Regions from separate parts of the Hordeum vulgare genome. Here region 1 is linked to region 2. A link is a contact called in public Hi-C data. All regions are on one chromosome and are shown on one strand. The core of a region is the stretch at or near the end of the contact, and the rest is flanking DNA. Distances in the headings are between cores, read along the strand shown.

Region 1 (4,587 bases), core at 1,855-4,354, 280 kb after region 2:
TCGTCTTCATGCTCCTTCACGGCGAGCGCCATGACTAATGTTTGCTGCCAAAAGGTCGCAAGCATGGTCTCAACATCCGAGCCGTCCGAATCGGACGAATCGGATAGCGGGAACTTCTCGCGCGGGGTCAATTCCATCTTCTCGGGCAGTTGGCGGGAGGATATTAGGAACCATAAAAAAGGTACTAACCGGCGGCGGCGAGGAGGCGGTGGTCGATCCCCGGCGGCGGCGGCGGGAGGCGGCTCTTCTCGCTGGATCCGGAGGGGCGGTGCAGCGGCTCACCTGCAGATATGGCCGGAGGGGCAGGCGGAAGCAAGGGCGGATGGTGGCGGAAGGGAGGGGGAAAATAGAGCGGGCTGAAATGTCCCTCCCGCCAACTGCTTCTCTGTTATGCAGGGCAACGCAACCGCGAGGGGGAAACTCGCGTTTTCCCAGGTTGGGGTCGTGAATTTGCCGCGCCCCCTAAAATTTTTTACGGACCGGAGCGGGATGCGGGGTCTGATCGGGTAGACTTTTCCGTCCCGACCCGCATTTTCACGGTTATTTTGCGGGTCAGGGGCGGATTGCTCTTAAAAGGCTGAAACAATGGGTCACAATGAGATGATGCGTGCGGTGGAAGCTACTTCATGAAATTTTACCTTTTTTAGCTGTATCGTGAAATTTTACCTAGGTGGAGCATGGGGCAACACCATACACAACTGCCCCGATAGCTCTTGCGCTAATAGGCGTCCGGCCCAACATAATATTTTTAGTGAAGTAAGAGTTTGCTATGTCTTTGATATGTACGTCTTTGAGCTACTCCAATCGAATGTGCGTAGCAGGATATTTTTTCTAGGTTTTATTATAATCCGATTCTATTTTACTTATAAAAGTTTGATGAAGTAGCAAAAACGTTCGAGGGTTCAAAAAAGTGTTCACGAATTGAAAAAGAAAATCTTAATTGAAAATATATTCAGGAATATGAAAACTATAATTACAAATTTGGAAGTAGTGTTTGCAAACTTTAAATATGTTAAGGAATATGAAAATTGTAATTACAAATTTGGAAGTAGTGTTTGCAAATTTTAAAAATGTTAGTGAATTCGAAAAATCTTCATGAATATGAAAAAAATAACGAACTCATAGATTATTCATGAACTTGAAACAAATGTTCAAGATTCAAAATATTTTCAAATTTTAAAAATGGTCATGAGTCTAAACAACCTCCGTGAAGTATAAAAAATATCCATGAAGTACAAAAAATATTCGCAAATTTGAAAAATGTTCAAAAAAATATTATTTTTGACAAAGTTTGAAAAACATGAATTTCCAAATTAATGGTCATATAATTTAAGAAATGGAAAAGGACGAGCGAAACTGACTCATGTTGGTGAGTCGCGAGTTATTGTGATCTACGGAGACACCCCATGGAGTCGACAAGTGGGTGCAACATGAGCCATATTGCACTTGAAGGTTTGCAATATAAATCATGTTGTGCTTGAAGATTTATAAAGACAATTGCTTTGCAACATGAGCCATATTGCGCTCACGGTTTGCAACATGACCCCTATTGAATTGAGTCATTGTGAGAGAGAAAATTGTAGCCATCGCAACTTCTGTGAAACATGACCAATGTTGCAAATCTCCGTGCAACATGACCCATAATGAAAATTGCCGCCATCAAGATACCTGTATGTTGTTGACAACATGAACTGTCATGTTACAAGACCCATCATTGCATTCATCGCATCATCATCGGATGAATCACAAAACGCGATTGTCCCCCATAAAAACAATACCACAATCACACATCTAAGTGTGCTGCAAGTGAGGTCTCGTCCGGTGCAGCGGGTAATAAAAACTCATACTTGCAACATCATGACATGTGATAGGGGTGGCAAGCACACGAGCTTTTTTGGGGGGGTAACAATGAGGGAGATCTTCTAAAGTTCTGGATTTTCCAAAAATGTTCTGGTTTTCAGAAATTATTCTTCAAATTGTAAAATGTTTAAAAATTGTTCCTTCTTTAAAAAAAATCTCGACTTAAAAATGTTTGACAAATGTTTAAAAAATTGCTCGCGCCTCCAAATTTGCTTACGATTTTTCAAAATTGTTCTCATTTTTTAAATTTGTTCTCAAGATTCAAAAAATGTTAATGCTTTATAAATTTGTTTTTTGTTTTAAAAAATGTTCAAACTTGTTTGCATTTCCAAATTTGTTCAGGATTTTTAAAAATTCTTTTCCGTTTCAAAATTTTGTTCTCAAGATTCAAGAAATTGTCCGTGCTTCCAAATTTGTTCAGGATTTTTCAAAATTGTTCTCGGTTTCTAAATTTGTTCTCATAATTCAAAAAATGTTTGTGCTTTAAAAATTTGTTCGCGCTTTCAAATTTGTTCGGGACTTTTTCAAAATTGTTCTTCTGTTCCAAATTTTGTTCTCAAGATTTAAAAAAAAATCGTGCTTTAAAAAAAGGTTCGCACTTCCAAATTTGTACATGATTTTTAAAATTGTTCTCAGTTTTAAAATTTGTTCTCAAAATTAAAAAAATGTGCTTTAAAAAATTTATCTCCCTTTCAAAATTTTGTTATCAAGTTTCAAAAAATATTCAAGCTTTAAAAAATTGTTCGCGCTTCCATATTTCTTCACGGTTTTTCATAATTGTTCTCAGTTTCAAATTTGTTCTCAAAATTCGAAAAATGTTTGCGCTTTCAAATTTGTTCGAATTTTTTTAAATTGTTTTTATTTTGAAAATTTTGTTCGCAAGATTGAAATAATGTTCGTACTTTAAAAAATTGTTCGCGCTCCAAAATTTGTTCAAGATTTCTCAAAATTGTTCTCGGTTTCTTAATTTGTTCTCAAAATTAATATAATATTCGTGCTTTAAAAATTTATTCGCGCTTTCAAATTTTTCTACATATTCAAGAAATGGTTTTTTCTTAAAATACGAAAAGAAAAGCAAAAAAGAAAGAAAAGCTAACAAAAAAAGGAAATAAGCAGAAAAAGAAAAAAAAATAGAAAAATTGGATTTAACAAAAAATAAGCTGGACCGGCCTAGTTGGGGAGAGCCCCTGTGCCTTGCAGCTCGTCTCTGTTGCAACGAACGGTAGGTAGGAGCGGGACGTCCTATACATCGCTCATTGCGGCACGGTGTCAACCATTCGTACAAAGACGAACCAACAGGCAATCGAAATGGACCGGCCCAATTGCGTGAGAACGCACAAGGTACACCGTCCGATTTTTGGACCTTTCTAGAAGGTTCGTAACCGGTTTTGGAAACCTTCTAGAAGGATCTTAAACTAGTATTTATAGGGATTTTTCTGTTTTTTTAATTTATTATTTTTTTGTTTCTTTTTAGTTTCTTTTTAGTTTATTTCTTTTCCTTTTTTTGATTCCTTTTCTCCTTTTCTTTTTCAGTTTTTATGCTACTCATTTTATTTACTTATTCTTCTGTTTCTTGTTCTTCAGAAAAAAAAAATCAAAATTCCGTAAAATGTTCAGAAGCTACAAAAATGTGCAATTTTTGAAAAAAAAAGAATTATTTTGACCATTCTTTTGGAAAACGTTCATCTTTTGCAAAATGTACCTTTTTGCAAACGGGAACATCTTTTGAAAAGTTGTGCAGTTTTCTAATACGAGATTTTTGTTGGAAACACAAACATTTCTGAAAAGTTGTGAATAATTATTCAAGCGGTTAACATTAAATGAACTTATGTACACTTTTTGAAACAGATCATTTTTTGAACTTACGTACATTTTTTGAAAAGGAAAACCTTTTTTTAGAAAATGAAGAATATTTTCTAAAATCCCCGAACATTTTAAAATAATGAATATTTTCAGAATTGGTGAACAAAATTTGAACAAGTTTTCCATTTGTGAACAATTTAATAAAACAAAAGATTTTTCGTAAAATATGATTTTTTATACAAATGTGAAAATAATAACATTGTGACCCAGCTTATTTTGTTGTTTGAAATAATTCTAATAATTGTTTTTCTATTTTTTCAAATTCTAGAACGTTTTTTCAAATGCGAGAATACTTTCCGATTTCCGGAACATTTTTTCAAATTTCGGAACATTTTTTTGTAAAATAAGAAATATTTCGATTAGCAATTCAGATTTTGTTTTAAAATTCCAGAGCATTTTTTCAAATTCCGGAACATTTTTTCAATAATCTAGAAAAACATTTCAAATTCCGGCTGATTTGTCAAGTTATGTGTTGTGTGAAAGTCCTATTAGGCGTATTGATCTATCTCTATTATCTTGATGCCTAATATGATAGCTCTTCTCCTAGGTCCTTCATTGAAAAACTCTTGGTCAAATATTTCTTTACGCTTCCCAAAAAATCTATATTGTTTCCAATTAGTAATATGTCATCCACATATAATATTTGAAACGCTATAGAGCTCCCACTCACTTTCTTGTAAATACAAGCTTGTCCAAAACTTGTATAAAGCTAAATGCTTTGATCACCTCATCAAAGCGCTGATTCCAACTCCGAGATTCTTGCACTAGTCCATAAGTGGATCGCTGGAGCTTGCATACTTGTCAGTATTCTGTGGATCGACAAAACCTTCCGGTTGCATCATATACCACACTTCCTTAAGGAAA
Region 2 (4,799 bases), core at 278-2,777:
GACGGTGGACTGGAACGCCTGGAACAGGTGGGCGGCGAAGGGCAGCTCCGTGCGGTCGCACCCGCGGTCCACGGACACGACGACCTTGGCGCCGAGGCTCTTCACGAGGCGGAGGACGGCGGGCATTGCGGCCGCGTGTGCTGCGCCGACGGGGAGGTGGACGGCGAGCGCGTCCCCGCCAGCGATGGCCACGAGCTCAGCGGGGTCGAGCGTGTCGATGTTGAATACGGTGAACTGGAAGAACACGCCAAGCTCGGCGGCGAAGCTGGATAGGTTCTCGTGGATGAGCTGCAGCTCGAGCGGGTGGTGCGACGACGGCGAGACCAATGCGGTGACCTTGAGTGCCGTTGCCGGGCGGCGCTGCGCGAGCTCCTGCATCAGCGACGCCCACTGCTCGCCCATGCCGATGTCGAAGTCGAGCACGTGGATGCACCCTGCGCCACGGAGCTCGTCGAGCACCGCCTGGACGCAGGTAAGGTGCGCGAACTGGAGCACCGGAGAAACCTCGGAGAAGGCCTTGTACGCGCCGAGCTTGAGTACCACGTCGTACGGCGTGGACGCCGGCGGCGCGGGCGTCTCTCCGGTGGGGGAGAGCGCAAGGCGCAAAGCCTCCTTGAAGTAGAAGGCAGAGCGGAGGAGTGGCGTCCCGGCCGCGGGGGCGGCGGGGAGCCGATAATTGAGCCGCGCCAATATCTCGCGTGCGCCGAAGGCGTCGCCCGCCTCGGCAAACTTAGCAGCCTCGGCGAGCTGGTCCACCGTGGCGGCCACCTCGTCGTTCGCCGCCCCCGCCTTGGGCTTCAGGGCGGGGAAGAACCCGCCCGCCGGAGCGAGATGCCCCTGGAAGCCAGGCAGCTTCGGTGCAGGAGCGCCGGCCATCGGGTGGTGGCGCTTGGGCGGCGGCGGCGCCGACTCGAAGGACGGGTGCGCGCCAAAGAACGCCGCGTGTGGCTGGGGGTGGTGCTGGTGCTGGTGGAGCAGGAAGCTGGGCGCGTGGCCGAAAGGGCCCACCTTGGCGTCCTCCATGGCCGGCGCGAACGGCGACAGGCTTGGCCCGAGAGACGCCGTTGGCGGCGACATCATAGACGTGGTGTGGTCGAGCTCGAGAGCGGGCGGATCCATGACGCCGGCCATCCCCGCGGACGCGTCCTCCCCGCCGCCAATGATCCAGCGGAGGAAGGTGCTGTCAGGGCCAGCGAGCCCGGACGGCGCCGTGCCGTCCCAGCCCTCGCCGGCGCCGAGGCCCATGTCGAGCGGCGCCAGCTGGTGCGCCCACTCCTCCTTGACCCCCGCCGCAGCACCAACCTCCTCCCCGGCCGGCCATGTCTGCGGCGGCGGTGGGGAGGCGTTCTTGGCGTCGCCGCCGCCCACAAGGCTCGCCACCTCGGACGACAGCGTGGAGGCCGAGGAGGGCGGGCTTGGGCTGGGGCTGTGTCGGCGGTCGAGCACGGACGTGGGCTCCGCCCAGAAGCCGCCGCTCAGCTTGGGCTGTTGCAGTCTCCCCGCGTGGCCCTCTGCAGCAAAGGGCATTCCTCTCATCTAGCCCGGCAGCAACACCTCATACCACCAGTCAACCCCGCGGAAGAAGAACTCGGTGCTGGCGGCTGGCCTAGGCTAGCTACTCTTCTTCCTCCTTCCTCCGTCGACCTCCAAAGTTGGCTCTGGTGTGGAGTCTACGGGGCCATTGGTAGTGCACAGTCGTAGTAGTAGTAATAGGCTACCGCTACCAGCAGCACCACGCTTGTACTGCTGTCGCTGTGGCTGGCCCCTGTCCCTCTCCTCTTTGCGTGTGTGATGTGAGGCGGAGGCTGTGGGAGAGAGCGAGAGTATTTTATTCTCTCGGCAGCGTCTTGATCTTGAAATGATAGCGTGCAACATGAAAAAGGCGATAAAGTTGCCTTCCCTCCCGTCCCGCTGAGTACTTGCCTTCCTCCTCTCCCTCTCCCTCTCCCTCTCCTACTGCTTCAACTAGACCACTTTCTCTCCTTCTCTGCAATGCCTTTCGTACTGTAGCTCACGGTTCGGTGGCAACAACAGAAAGAAAGGATGAAAGAAAAAGGCAGTGCAAAATTCCTGATGGTGAGAGAGAGGGATGTATCTGCGGACATAAAACTGTTTGCAGGAAGGAACAGTACACTTGTGGCTCGCTCGTACCCCTCCTCTGCATGTGCGCTAGTTTCCATGCCCTTGCCACAAATCTATATGCTGATCTAGTCTAGGCTCCTCTAGCCGCTAGCTAATCTTTACAACTGTTGTTGTTGCTGGTGCTGTTGTGGAAAAGTCTTCACCATCTCAGTACTAGTAGTAATTTGTTTGCCATGGCCTCGAAAAGTTTCGGTTTATCAGGAGCTGCATGTTCCGTCATTAGTTATGGTTTGCTGCGTGTGATTGGATCTTATTTTTCGCTTTATCATGAAGGACAGCAGAACTGCCAATCTCTGGCATACAAGGACCCCCTGGGAAATTCCTTCGTGCAGTCAGTGCAATCAATGTTCATTCCTTTGGTCACACCACAACTGAGAAATCCCAATTGGCATCATGCATATCATGAATTCATTCATGGCTGCGTCTTCCTTCAGGCAGTTGCTGCATCGCTATTTTTCAGGCTGGCCAGGCCAGGAGTATATCAACGAGAGGAGGGCTTCGAGTCCCAAAGATGAATGGATAAATAATCAACGAGACACCCGAAAAGAGGATGAAAGAGCAAAGTTAGAAAGCTGAAGCACCTGTTTGCTCCAAAATGCACCATCATTTCACTCACTGGCGTCAGCTTTTGACCCATGACGTCTCTCCAGTTAAACACTTGATCTCACTGCATTATATGACCCCCTCTCTGTCATCCCTTTCTCTCTCTCTCTCTCTCTTGATTACTTTGCTTGAGAGCATGCTAAAGCATCATTGCTTTTATCCACAAAAGGTTCGGTCTTCAGAGTCGATCTGTGTTTAAATCTGTAATCCTCAAGACTCGTTAGTCTTCGAGACTCCCGCCACAGTATACTCTTATACACAACGTGTGCTTAGGACAGCTCCAGGTCGTGACCCCAAATCGTTCGGCCACCTTCGTTTAGAGCAAAATCGATACAAAGTATGGCCCAACGTGCAAACACAAACGGATTGGGTCTGTTTTCTGTTTGTCTTGAACCCATACCGGTTTAAAATTGGTTGCATTTGCATTTAAATGGAGACCGCATGGATGGACGGGACGTGCGTCCTTGTCCTCCCTGATCGGCCCGTCGGTGAGACAACTCCTTCCATTTCCCTATCCCTATGCAACCTACACGTCCCACACGCCCCCACACGCGCCCCCGCCGCCGCCGCCCTGTTTTCCAGCCGTGAACTCGCTGCGCAGGCTTGCCCCTGCCCGTTTTTGGAGGTGTTCATGTCGGTGTTTGATCAAGTTCTTGGCTAGTACCAGTACCCAACTACGTGTCGATGTTGACCAGAAGGCCGCAATACCACGCACGACTCGCGCTGCAAGGTCGCTGCTGTCTGGCCCCGCTGCTACAAGCTAGCTGCCTCCACTACGATCCCAAAGTGCTCTTCACCACTGCGTCTCTACCACGAATGCAAGGTGTTCGACACTTTACTCACAAGGTACCATGGATAGTGGGGATGAGGAATTTTCAACATTTTTATTTGTTCAACAGATGACTTGTCGTCGGAGAACGAATTGCTTGTGGTTGTTGCATTAGTCGTCAATGACCACATTGCTAAACAACAACCTAGGTTAATGGGACCAATCTTGGGCCATGCTTCGACGTTGAACCGCAATAGGAAGAGTGGCCATGACTTGCTCTATGTCGATTACTTGAGGACTCCCTACTCTTCGAACCCATCTTTTTGGGCGCCGCTTCCGGATGGCAAGGCTTGTGTTCAATCGTATTCGAGAGGGGGATGTAGGATTTGATGATTACTTTGAGTGCAAGGAGGATGCCACTGGCAAGGTTGGCTTCTCCTCTTATCAGAAATGCACTCCGACTTTTCGTATGCTTGCATATGAAATTCTCGGTGATCTTGTGGATGAGTACATCCACATGACTGAGTCCACATGTCTGGAATCGATATATTGGTTCTGTAGGACCGTGGTAGTAGTGATTATCCCTGAGTACCAGAGAGAGCCAAATGCCAAAGATACATCCCGCTTTTGTCAATCAATGCAAATAGAGGCTTTACAAGAATGCTTGGTATAATAGATTGCATGCATTGAAAGTGAAAGAAGTATTCATTTGCTTAGCACGAGCACTACAAGGGGCATGTAAAAGGTTGCACTATCATATTAGAAGCGGTAGCTTCACAAGATCTTTGGATATGTCACTCTTTCTTCGGCATGGTTGATTCTCACAATGACATCAACGTGCTTCAGCATTTTTCAGTGTTCGCAAGACTTGCAAAAGGCCACTGTCCGGAGGTCAACTTTGACATCAATGACCAGCACTACAGTAAGGGATACTACCTAGCTTATGGCATTTATCCTGAGTGGTCAACTCTTGTGAAGACAATATCCAATCCCGAAGGAGAGAAGAGATAATTCAATCACAAGAGAGTGTTAGGAAGGACGTGGAGGGTGTTTGTGTCATCCTCGGATTAAGCTACAATAACCTTCGTAATTAAGCTATAGTGATGGCCAAGAATTAAGCTAAATGCTCTTGCTATACAATGCGTGATCGAACTTTGGATTATATCTCATTTAGATTCCTCTTGAAATTTTAAATTCAAATAATAAACGGAATAAATATTTTGTCAAACATGAAAACTAAAATCATGGTTGTATTGCAAATATTCACATGGCAATTATAAAATAT

Evidence for each region. Hi-C and Micro-C count contacts between places; a contact is called where the count stands out from the background.
Region 1: a contact with region 2 is called in a Hi-C map of seedling, with 2.0 times the contacts expected there. The contact joins the enhancer-like site here to the promoter of LOC123438320 in region 2. A contact is called at or near these places in 2 of 6 Hi-C or Micro-C datasets (leaf and seedling).

The regions. Positions count from the first base shown.
Region 1 is chr1H:374,008,002-374,012,588 of MorexV3_pseudomolecules_assembly, forward strand. No RefSeq gene overlaps it. Among protein-coding and RNA genes, the nearest start is that of LOC123411435, 68 kb to the right of the region's middle. Within about 2 kb of position 3,105, at least 3 of the 3 cell types and tissues checked have open chromatin away from gene starts, as enhancers often do. A contact at or near this core is called in leaf and seedling, where this site is marked.
Region 2 is chr1H:373,729,341-373,734,139 of MorexV3_pseudomolecules_assembly, forward strand. It overlaps LOC123438320 (scarecrow-like protein 6), which reads right to left and starts at 1,528. Exons shown (of 1, transcript XM_045115769.1): 1 at 1-1,528. The coding sequence starts at 1,527.